2 separate regions of the Sus scrofa genome follow, and region 2 is linked to region 1. A link is a contact called in public HiChIP or PLAC-seq data. All regions are on one chromosome and are shown on one strand. The core of a region is the stretch at or near the end of the contact, and the rest is flanking DNA. Distances in the headings are between cores, read along the strand shown. Region 1 overlaps PLEKHA2 (pleckstrin homology domain-containing family A member 2). Region 2 holds the start of PLEKHA2 (pleckstrin homology domain-containing family A member 2).

Region 1 (4,831 bases), core at 1,598-4,097:
TATGCCTGAATAGGTTAAAAGCTTAAACCATTTTAGCCAGGAAGAAGAGCCATCTGCATGCAGAGACTCAGAAAGGCACAGTGATAGCTAGTGAAGTGTGTCTCACGTGACCACCCTGTGACATTCGTTGTACGAGACGCCTCAATGGAACTTACATAACTGATCTTTGTGGTGAAGCTTGATACAAGAGGTCTTTTGATTTCCATTTTACAGTTGGGGTTCAAAGGGTCACAACGTTTTGGAGTTCCTGTTTTGGCTCAGCAGCTTAAGAACCTGACATAGTGTCTGTGAGGTGCAGGTTTGATCCCTGGCCTTGTTCAGTGGGTTAAAGATCCGTCATTGACGCAAGCTGAGCAGATGAGGCTTGGTTCTGGTGTTGCTATGGCTGTGGCATTGTAGGCCAGCATCTGTAGCTCCACATTTGACCCCTAGTCTGGGAACTTCCATATGCTGCAGGTGCAGATGTTTAAAAAAAAAAAAAAAAAAAAAGCTCACAAAGTTTTAAGCATATTCCTAAGATACCTTTTCCCAGTGGAGTCAGGGCCCTTGGGAAAAGGGGTCCCAGGTCTGTTGGACCCCTGATTGCTGTCCCCTGATTGTGTGGGTCTTTAATCTCATGTTCCTCCTTTGCCCAGATACCCATGACACTGGCCAAGGTCCAGCTATTTCCTAACAAGTCTGGTTTCCGAAACCAGCCTTACCTGTGTTCAGTCCTTTTGGGGAATTAGTCTCTGGACATATAGCACACAGTCTAACATCTTATTGACTAGTTTTGTGTTTTTTATGTTCTTTAATGGGAAAGGAATTGGCTCTTTCACTCCTTATATATTCTCTGTGGTGACTTGATACATACAGCAGGTATTTCAACAGTAATTTCAGCTGTTGAGGGGGTTTGTAGTTGTGCATCAGCTACTTCTCATCTTCTTCCTTCCTTGCATAAGTCAGGATCCCTCTGCCAAACCTCACACCCAGGTAGAAGCATCTTCCCAATTTGAAGTAGTCTGCTTTCCCCTTCCTTTTCTCCTCTTTAGCATCCAGTCCCCTCATGAGAGCAGGGATTCAGTGAAGCTGAGAGGTTGCTGCCTGGCTGGAGAAAGGCTTTGGAAATGACCCATTCTGGTTTCTTAGGAGAGATACCTGGCAATGGAGTAATTAGGAGCATAGACTCGAGTCAGACCTGGGTTCAAGTCCTGGCTCTGCCATTTACTTACTCCAGCACCATGGACATGTCACCTCTCTGCGCCTGGGTTTCTCCATCCATAAAGTGGGGCAGATCTCAGTGCCTCATTGGATTGTTGTGAAGATTGGATGGAATAACACCTTAAAAAGCCTAAGGAACAGGAGTTCCTGTCGTGGCACAGTGGTTAGCGAATCTGACTAGGAACCATGAGGTTGCGGGTTCGATCCCTGCCCTTGCTCAATGGGTTGAGGATCTGGCATTGCCGTGAGCTGTGGTGTAGGTTGCAGACGCGGCTTGGATCCCATGGTGCCATGGCTCTGGCGTAGGCCGGCAGCTACAGCTCCAATTGGACCCCTAGCCTGGGAACACCCATACGCCGCAGGAGTGGCCCTAGAAAAAGCAAAAAGACAAAAAAAAAAAAAAAAAACCCAAGGAACAGATCTGTGGTAGTCTTAAAGGCAGAGGGTGGGGAGTGTTCAAAACGGGTAGAGGGAATCGAAAGGTACAAACCTCCAATTATAAAATAAAACAAGTCCTGGGCATGGAACATATGGCGTGGTGACTGTAGTTAACCACACTGTATTCTATATTTGAAACTTGCTAAGAGTGTATATCTTAAGAGTTATCACAAGTCAGGAGTTCCGAATGTGGCACCAACAGGATCAGCGGCATCTCTGGAGCAGGTTCAATCCCCAGCCTGGCACAGTGGGTTAAGGATCTGGTGTTGCCGAGCTCTGGTGTAGATCGCAACTGTGGCTCAGATCTGATCCCTGGCCCAGGAACTCCATATACTGCTGGGTGGCCAAAAAAAGAAAAAGTTATCACAAGTCAAAAAAATTGTAACTGTGTGGTGGCAAGTGTTACTAGACAGGGATCATTTGCAATATGTACAAAGATCGAGTCATCTCGTACACCTGAAACTAATATACTGTTAAATATCCAGCATAACTCAAGAAAATATATGAAGTATATATATTTATTTATATGTTTTCTTGAGCTATATGATGGACATATAAATGTGTGTGTATGTATTACTATATAATAAATAATAAGTAAAATATAAATATATTTTATTTGTTTATAAATAGTTGGTATATAATAGACATGTAACAGTGTGTGCGTGTATAATAGACATATAACAGTTTATCTACCTGACCCTAAAATAGAAACACTCACAAAGCACTTTAAGCCACTACAGAAGCACAGCTGTAAGTCATGGTGCCTACGGGGCGAGAGGTTTTAGAAACCAAGGGGCTTTATCTTGCTACCGCTGGTGGTGGTTGTGTATCGGGGAGGGCAGTCTGCAGGGATGGTTAAACCCTTTCTGAGACCCTCCAGAAAGTGAGGCTGGAAGAAACCCTGTAGGAGTTTCTGAGGCAAGGGCCACAGGGGGAACGGCCTCTGAACCCCCTTTTATGATAGGGGCCACGGGTACCTGACTTACGATGAATTTAGTCCTCAACATGTGACCAGCATGCCTTCACTTTCTTTCTCTTTCTCTGTCTAGTGATCTCCTGATGAGGGACAACCTGTTCGAAATAATAACAAGCTCTAGGACCTTCTACGTGCAGGTAAAAAGCTCCTTCACTGACGTTCCTTTTACTGTGGGCGGTGTGCTTGTAGACCTGCCTTTCCCTTTGCTTTCTCTTTTATTTTGGCCGAAGTTTCTCGGTGGTAAATTTAGCCCCTGATAGTCAGTCTGAGTCCCATTTTATTCTAAACAGGATGTTTGCCAGAAGCTTCCCTCCCATAAAATCATGAGAGCGGGTTGAACCCCTAAACTGGGGAATGTGACTTTGTACCAGCTGCCCTCAGCTGCTGGGGCGCCAGCTAAGCAGAGAAAAGGAGAACTGGTCAGTGGTTTCACTTCTCCCTTGGAGGGTATTTATAAGCCCTGTCTGTGTGTGGACATCACTGTGTGCGGAAGGACGAAAGCACAGCGGGCCTCTGCAGGCGCCAGGTGCACAGCCCAGCTGCACAGAGGAAGCCATTGTTGGGGCCCTGACGCTTCAGCTCTCAGAAGCTTCTCCCTTCCACCCACGGCTTTGGAGTTCTCCCAGCTCCTTCTGAAATCACAGGCGCTAGAAAGGCAGATTTCTAGCCTGTAGCATGGCCTACACGTTCAAGGCCAAGTCCCCACCCCAGCCTGCCTGGCAGCCCACAGAGTGTGCCTTGATCCCTGCAGCCTCGTGCTGATGCTGCGTTGCTAGTGGTGAGACTGCTGTGGAGAAGCTTGGTTTACATGTGCGGCTCCCCAGCCAAAGCTTTTCAGGGTTCCCAGTGCACTCCACGCTAAACACCCTCCCTTTCAAGGGATCGCCCTGGCCCCATTTCTTAGGCAGTGGCTCCCTACGAGCTGGGCACCCTCTGCTTGAGCCCAGCAGACATGCTCACAGCCTGAGGCATCCATCTATGGATTCCGGTCACTCAGACGAGCCCTGTGCCATCAGGGGAGAGCTGTGGAAACTGCTGCTTCGTTAGAGCGGCTCCACTGCCCTTTGGGGACAAAGTTCGAGCTGTAGGTGCAGCAGAAGAGTTTCCAGTTCTTGGATTTAACAGCTATTTGTTGAGCATCCTCGATGTTCCCAGTATTGCCTCATGCTGGGGACCCCGCCTTAAACAGAAGAGATCCTGAACCAGAGAAGGAGAGAATCAAGCAAACAGGCAGCCAGAACAGTGCAACGAGGTGGGGGAGGGCATGTTGGAGAGAGGAGCACAGGGGAACATTTAGGGCAGTGAAACCATTGTGGATGATACTGGCATGTGCACAACGTAAAATTTTACAGCACATAGCATATCATTTGTGCAAATTTAAGAAATCATTTAGGGAGTTCCTGCTGTGGTGCAATGGGATTGGTGGCATCTCTGGAGCCTTGTGATGCAAGTTCAATCCCTGGCCAGGCACAGTGAGCTAAGGATCTGGTGTTGCCACAGCTGTGGCATAGGTTTCAACTACGGTTCAGGTTTGATCTTTAGCCCCAGAACTCCACATGCTGCAAGGCAGTCAAAAAAGAAAATAAAAAAACAAAAAGAAATAATTTAGGAGGTCAGGGGATCCCAATATGGCCTGCAGATTATGACCAAAGAACCTAAATGTGTTACATGTATGAGACAGCCCCACTGATGGGGATTGGGAATAAACAAAACAAGGAAACAGTGTGGGAAGGACTACCATTAGAGTGAGGAGCGGTTGCCATGGGAACTCCTAAGAGGGGTCCCTCCCCCAGCCTCAGGGAGACAGGAGAGGTTTCCTGAAGGAAGATACCTCTAAGTCAAGTCCATTGGAAGAAGAGTGTCCCAGGCAGAGGGAACAGGGAACAGCCCATGTGAAAAAACCCGGAGATGAAAGGGGCTTAGGTGCCGGAAGGCTTATACACAGGGTCATAGCCTTGTGTGCCTTGTTAAGGAGCTTGTATTTTATCCAAGGGGTTCATGCCCTTGAGGTTAAGCCAGGGGAGTGACCCAATCAGATTTGCCTCCTAAGAATACCAGGTGGGCAAGCGATCTAACTCTCGGAGCCTTGTTTTCCTTATCTGTAAGATGGTGATGCCAGCCCTCAGTGCTGGCCCCTCGATGGGACACTGGCGGTGAATGTCCTGGCCAGTACAGTGAGAGGACAGAGGAGAAAGGGTAGGACAGGGCCCAGGAAGA
Region 2 (4,831 bases), core at 1,260-3,759, 56 kb before region 1:
GGTGGTCCTGATGAAGACCTGGAAGTATAGGGATGAGGGAATAGAGTCCAGGCAAAAATTGTAGGCTAACTGGGCCAGAGCCTGGCCAGGGGCAAATATGGCAGTAAAGGGCCTCCCAGGGAACTATGAGCATTGCCAGTAAGTGCTCTGATGACCCTCCCCCAGCCCCACAGGCTCTTGCCCTTCCCCCCTTCACTGGAGTCAATGAACTCAGTGCCCATTTCAAAATCCACCTCCTTGGAGTTCCCGCTGTGGTGCAATGGGATCCCAGGCATCTCTGGAGTGCTGGGATGAAGGTTCAATCCCAAGCTCAGCACAGTAGGTTAAGGATTTGGCGTTGCTGCAGCTGCAGCTTAGTAGCAACTGTGGCTCAAGTGTGATCTCTGGCCTGGGAGCTCCATATGCTTTGGGGTGGCCAAAAAAAAAAAAAAAAAAAAATCCACCTCCTTCTCCAGGACACCGCTCTTCCCCCGCCCCCGGACCCACAGACACACACACACAGACACACACACACACACACACATACTTCCTCTAAAGGTTGATGGTACTTACTCTGTGCCATTTCTGCGACACTTTCAAGAGGAACACAGGGCTGCCTGAACCTCCTAAGAACAGTTGTATCCTCTCCAGGAGACCCAAGGCTGTTGGCTCCTTTTTGCCTCCCAGGCATCCAATACAGTAGTGCTCAGAAAATATTTGTGGCTCTGAGATTGAGTGACTCAGGCAGGCACCCCACAGGGTGGAGCGGAGAGTAGAGTTTTATGGGTTTTAAATATGAACCATACCATGTTATCTGAGACTATTACCTCTTTGCTCACCCTGGAAACCTTCAGTTCTAGTTGGATTTGCTGGGAGCTGAATGGAGTTTTGTTCCTTTTCATGCTGAAAACCATAATCCAATGTTTACATTAAAAAACATTCACCTAGCACCTACTTCATGATCCGCAGTGGTCCAAACACTTTACAAATGTTGACCCATTGACTATTCCTCCAACTAGATGTGGAAAGAGAGGCACTGAAACACTGTCACTTGCCCTGGGATCAGAACTAATAGGCGCCAGAGCTGGGATTTAAACCCAGGCCCTCTGGTTCCAGAGTACATGCTCTGCCTGAAATTTACCTGAGTGGCAGAAATCTTCAAGAGCAGAAAGAAAAAAAATGACATTGATATATTTGTTTCAAAGGAATTTTTTTTTTCTTGTGTTCCCCTTTCCTTCCTCATTCAAAGCAAAATGTTCTGAAGCCAACAGTCTTTTTTCACACCTGAGAGAGCAGGCGGCTCGTTTTCTTTTTTGCTTTGGCAATCAAAATGGAAGAGGAAACGAGTGTGGTTTCATCACTGGTGCTTTCGGGGTGTGTGCTGCGCGTGTGGTCCTGCCTCCCTCCTGGCAGATCTGGCTGCCCCCCACCCCCTTCCTTCAGGCCTTGTTGCCTCAGGTCCCGGGGACGACTGAACAGTCTGCCTTTCCCCTACAACACTGGGATGTGGACCAGCCTTTCTGGCAATTCCGCTTAACCAGACTTTGAGCTTCGAGGGTCTTCTTCAACCCTCCCCTCTGTCAAAGCCCAGTAACTCGGACTCAGGCCTTACCAACTGCGTTTGCATCAGAATCCCCAGAAATCGCAGCGCTGCGTCCTCCATCCTAGGGTGAATCCACCACGGTTCTGAGTTTCGGGCTTTAAGTGCCCGACTTAATGTATATTTAAATAAATACCTATCTCCTCACCTGAGAGGCCGGCCTCAGAACCTGACTGACCAGCCATTGATTAACTGTGGGTACCCAGGGCAAATTACTTAACGTCTCAGAGTCTCGGTTTCCTCATCGTGAAGAGGATGGATACCCACAGGGTTGCCGCGTGGATCGAATGAGATAACGCAGAGGATGCACTGGCACCCAGTGGTTCTCTTAGGTTCCTCTTAGCAATATTACTTAATACCTGTTTGTCTGTTCCCATTTTTCCCCAGAGCACCCTCCCGCTCTGAGGGCTGGAAGGGCGTCTTTGAGCCACGCTCTGAAAAAGTCCCTACGCACCCGTTAGAACGTACCACCCCACGGGGCTCCCGGGATGCATTCATGACAACCCAGGAGAATCAGCGGTGCTTCAATCTATCCTAACCCTAGACTTAACCCCGCGGCCCCTCATGGCTAAGGGCTCTGGGTCCTCGGGAAGCCTAAGTGAAGCCGCTGGTGGCTTTGGGAAAAAGAATGGGGTAAAGAGAGAGTCTGCGCTCCCTCCTTCTAAGATGCCCTCATCCCGGAGCCCCTTTCCCGCTCGGACACCTGCTGCCCGAGGCCGGCGTCGGAGAATAGGGCCTCCCACCCTGCGGCCGCGTCCCACCTGCCGGGCCGCCGGCGCCGGCGAGGTGGTCCAGGCCGGTAGCCTCGGGGGCCGCCTCCGGGCGCCGCGCCCCCGCCGGGTCCGCGCAGCTTGCGCGCCGGGCCGCGCCCCCTCCCAGCCTGCGGCGCCCCGGCACCCTTCTCTTCCCCCGGCGGGCTCGGCGGAGCATTGTACTCACATCCGGGGCTGGGTTTTCCTTTAATGCGAAACGTAATTAACCCGGAAAAAAGAGCCGAGAGACAAGAGAGAAGGAGGGTGTGGGGGTTGGGGGGGGAGAAGAGCGAGAGGAGCGAGAGGCCCCTAGAGTTTCGTGGCGACAAAAATCCCCGAGAGCGACAGCCCGCCGGGCCGGAGAGGCGCCTCCCAGCCCGATGTAACCCACGCACCCGGCCCGAGCCCCGGCCCTGCGCGGCGGGGTAAGTGGGGCTCTCGCGCGGCCCCAGGAACCGAGCGGCGCAGAGAGGCGCGCGGGGGCCGGCGAGGGACCGGGCGGGGGCTCCTGCCTGCGGGCTGATGGTTCCGGGGAGGTCGCGGCGGCCCCCGGGGCCCCAGGGAAGCCGGGGGCGCAGCCCCTCCTCCGGCCCTCGGGAGCGCGCGGGGTGGCCAAGGTCGCGGCCGCCAGGGGTCGGGCTGCGGGGGTGGGGCCGCGGGCCGGGTCCGGGCGGGTGTGCTGCTGAGCTGCGTTTTCTCACGTTTGCAGCGGCGAAACTTCTCTGCGGGCTCTGACGCTGGGGCACCGGCCCCGCAACGACTGCCCGGGCTGCGGGTAGGGAAGGCAAGCAAAGGACGCCCAGGCAAGTCCCTTGGGGCACGGATTGGGCTGTGGAAACTCCTCTTTCTCTTCCCCTATCAACCTTATTACATGGCAGGCCTAGAAGGCTCCCGGGGGAGATCCCTCCTTTCCCTTTGGGTGCAGCAGGGCCCTCCGGCTTCTGGAACTCCGGACTCTGGGGAGACTTGAAGGAAACGGTCCTCAAATGCAGGTTCGGTGCCAGGTTGGGAAAGCACTTCGAGGGGAGCTGTCTGTACGTCTCCCTAACTTCTTCCTCACCTTACAAGCTTCCCTCTTCTGCTCCAGTTTTGAAGACTGTAGGAAAGCAAGTGTGCAGACACGTCCAGAGAGGAGGTGCGGCGGGGCCACCTAGCTCGGGGCGTACTCATCTCCCTCGTCAGGCCAGCCCTGCACACCGCCCCCCCCCCTTCCCCCAGCCTCCCGCTTTAAGGTTTCCTTCCTACTTGGTGAATCTTCCCCTTCTGACTCCTTCTCCCACCCCCTCCTCCAGTCTTTCTTTAGGACTCCGAATGGGGTTTTTCAGACGCGAGTTAACAGCAGGGGAGGGGGAGGGGACAAGCATTCTGCCGGGTCGCCAGCTGTGGGCTCCCGGAGGCACTTCAGCCCGCTGAGCCGTGGTTGCACTTGGGCTGAAGTTCCAAAACTGTACCCCTGTTGCTCTTATTTGTTTGCTTTAATTTTTTTCCGTTGTTCTTAATATATTTAAGTCGCGCCCCTTTTTCCTCTTTTCTGGAGCTTTATCATTTTTCTTTGGTGGCAGAGTCTTCAGAAACAGTAAAGCCAAAGATCTTGATCTTGTTTTCTATTTCAGTTGCGTTCAATGGACATTTATTGGGTAATTAAGGCAAGAAAGGCAGTGATGAACAAAAGGAAGCCTGTCTCTTCAGGTAGCTTACAGTCTGATGGAGGACACAGGCTAGGCTGCACATCTACAACCTAGAACTCAATGCAGATTACTAAAATAGAGATCCAGCAGGCTTTGTGAAACTAAAGGAGGCTTTTTTGTTTGTTTTGTCTTTTTAGGGCCGCACCCACGGCACATGGAGGTTTCCAGGCTAGGGGTTGAATCAGAGCTGTAGCTGCCGGCCTTACGCCACAGCCACAGCAACCCAGGATCTGAGCCTCCTCTTCGACCTACACCACAGCTACAGCAACGCCAGATCCTTAACCCAGTGAGCAAGGCCAGGAATTGAACCTGCATCCTCATGGATATTAGATTAGTTTCTGCTGAGCCATGATGGGAACTCTCAAAAGGAGGCTTTTAAAAACACCCTCCCTCATCGATTCAGATATCAGCCTTCTATTGCATGCCAGTTGAACGTAGGAGACTTTTGCCATAGCTTCTAGTCAAGACTCTGTGGCCAGCTTGGTGTATGGCGTCTACTTAGGTGCTAAGTAATTGTTTGTTGAAAGAATAAGTGAGTGACCACAAGCACAGAAATTGTCTGCCCCTGTCCAAAGGTAAGAGAAAAGAGCAGTGCGGCAGTGGCTCAGGCTGGTTCAAGCTGATTCATCAGGATTTACCTTGGATGTTGCCTTTGGACCTGAGTATCCTTTGCCTTCTTTGTAACCCCTGCTTTTTACAAAGTGGGTACCTTGCTCATGTCCCATAGGCCATCACCTAGCTATAGACTGGAAAACCACCTGCCCTTCTGTGGAAAGTTGGCAACCCTTCCTCTCCCTTCTCACTGGTGCTTT

What was found. HiChIP or PLAC-seq counts read pairs in DNA pulled down with a chosen protein or histone mark.
Region 2: a contact with region 1 is called in an H3K27ac HiChIP or PLAC-seq map of alveolar macrophages. The contact joins the promoter of PLEKHA2 here to the enhancer-like site in region 1. A contact is called at or near these places in 10 of 47 Hi-C or Micro-C datasets (alveolar macrophages, blood, embryonic fibroblasts and 6 more) and 2 of 2 datasets of contacts at active chromatin or transcription factors (alveolar macrophages and skeletal muscle).

Annotation. Positions count from the first base shown.
Region 1 is chr15:47,639,402-47,644,232 of Sscrofa11.1, reverse strand. It overlaps PLEKHA2 (pleckstrin homology domain-containing family A member 2), which reads left to right. Exons shown (of 13, transcript XM_021075122.1): 10 at 2,688-2,751. Among named protein-coding and RNA genes, the nearest start is that of HTRA4, 16 kb to the right of the region's middle. Within about 2 kb of position 2,847, at least 28 of the 83 cell types and tissues checked have an H3K27ac peak or open chromatin away from gene starts, as enhancers often do. A contact at or near this core is called in alveolar macrophages, retroperitoneal adipose tissue and skeletal muscle, where this site is marked.
Region 2 is chr15:47,694,916-47,699,746 of Sscrofa11.1, reverse strand. PLEKHA2 (pleckstrin homology domain-containing family A member 2) reads left to right here and starts at 2,509. Exons shown (of 13, transcript XM_021075122.1): 1 at 2,509-2,756. It overlaps LOC106506225 (a long non-coding RNA gene), which reads right to left and starts at 1,769. Exons shown (of 3, transcript XR_001301397.2): 1 at 553-1,769.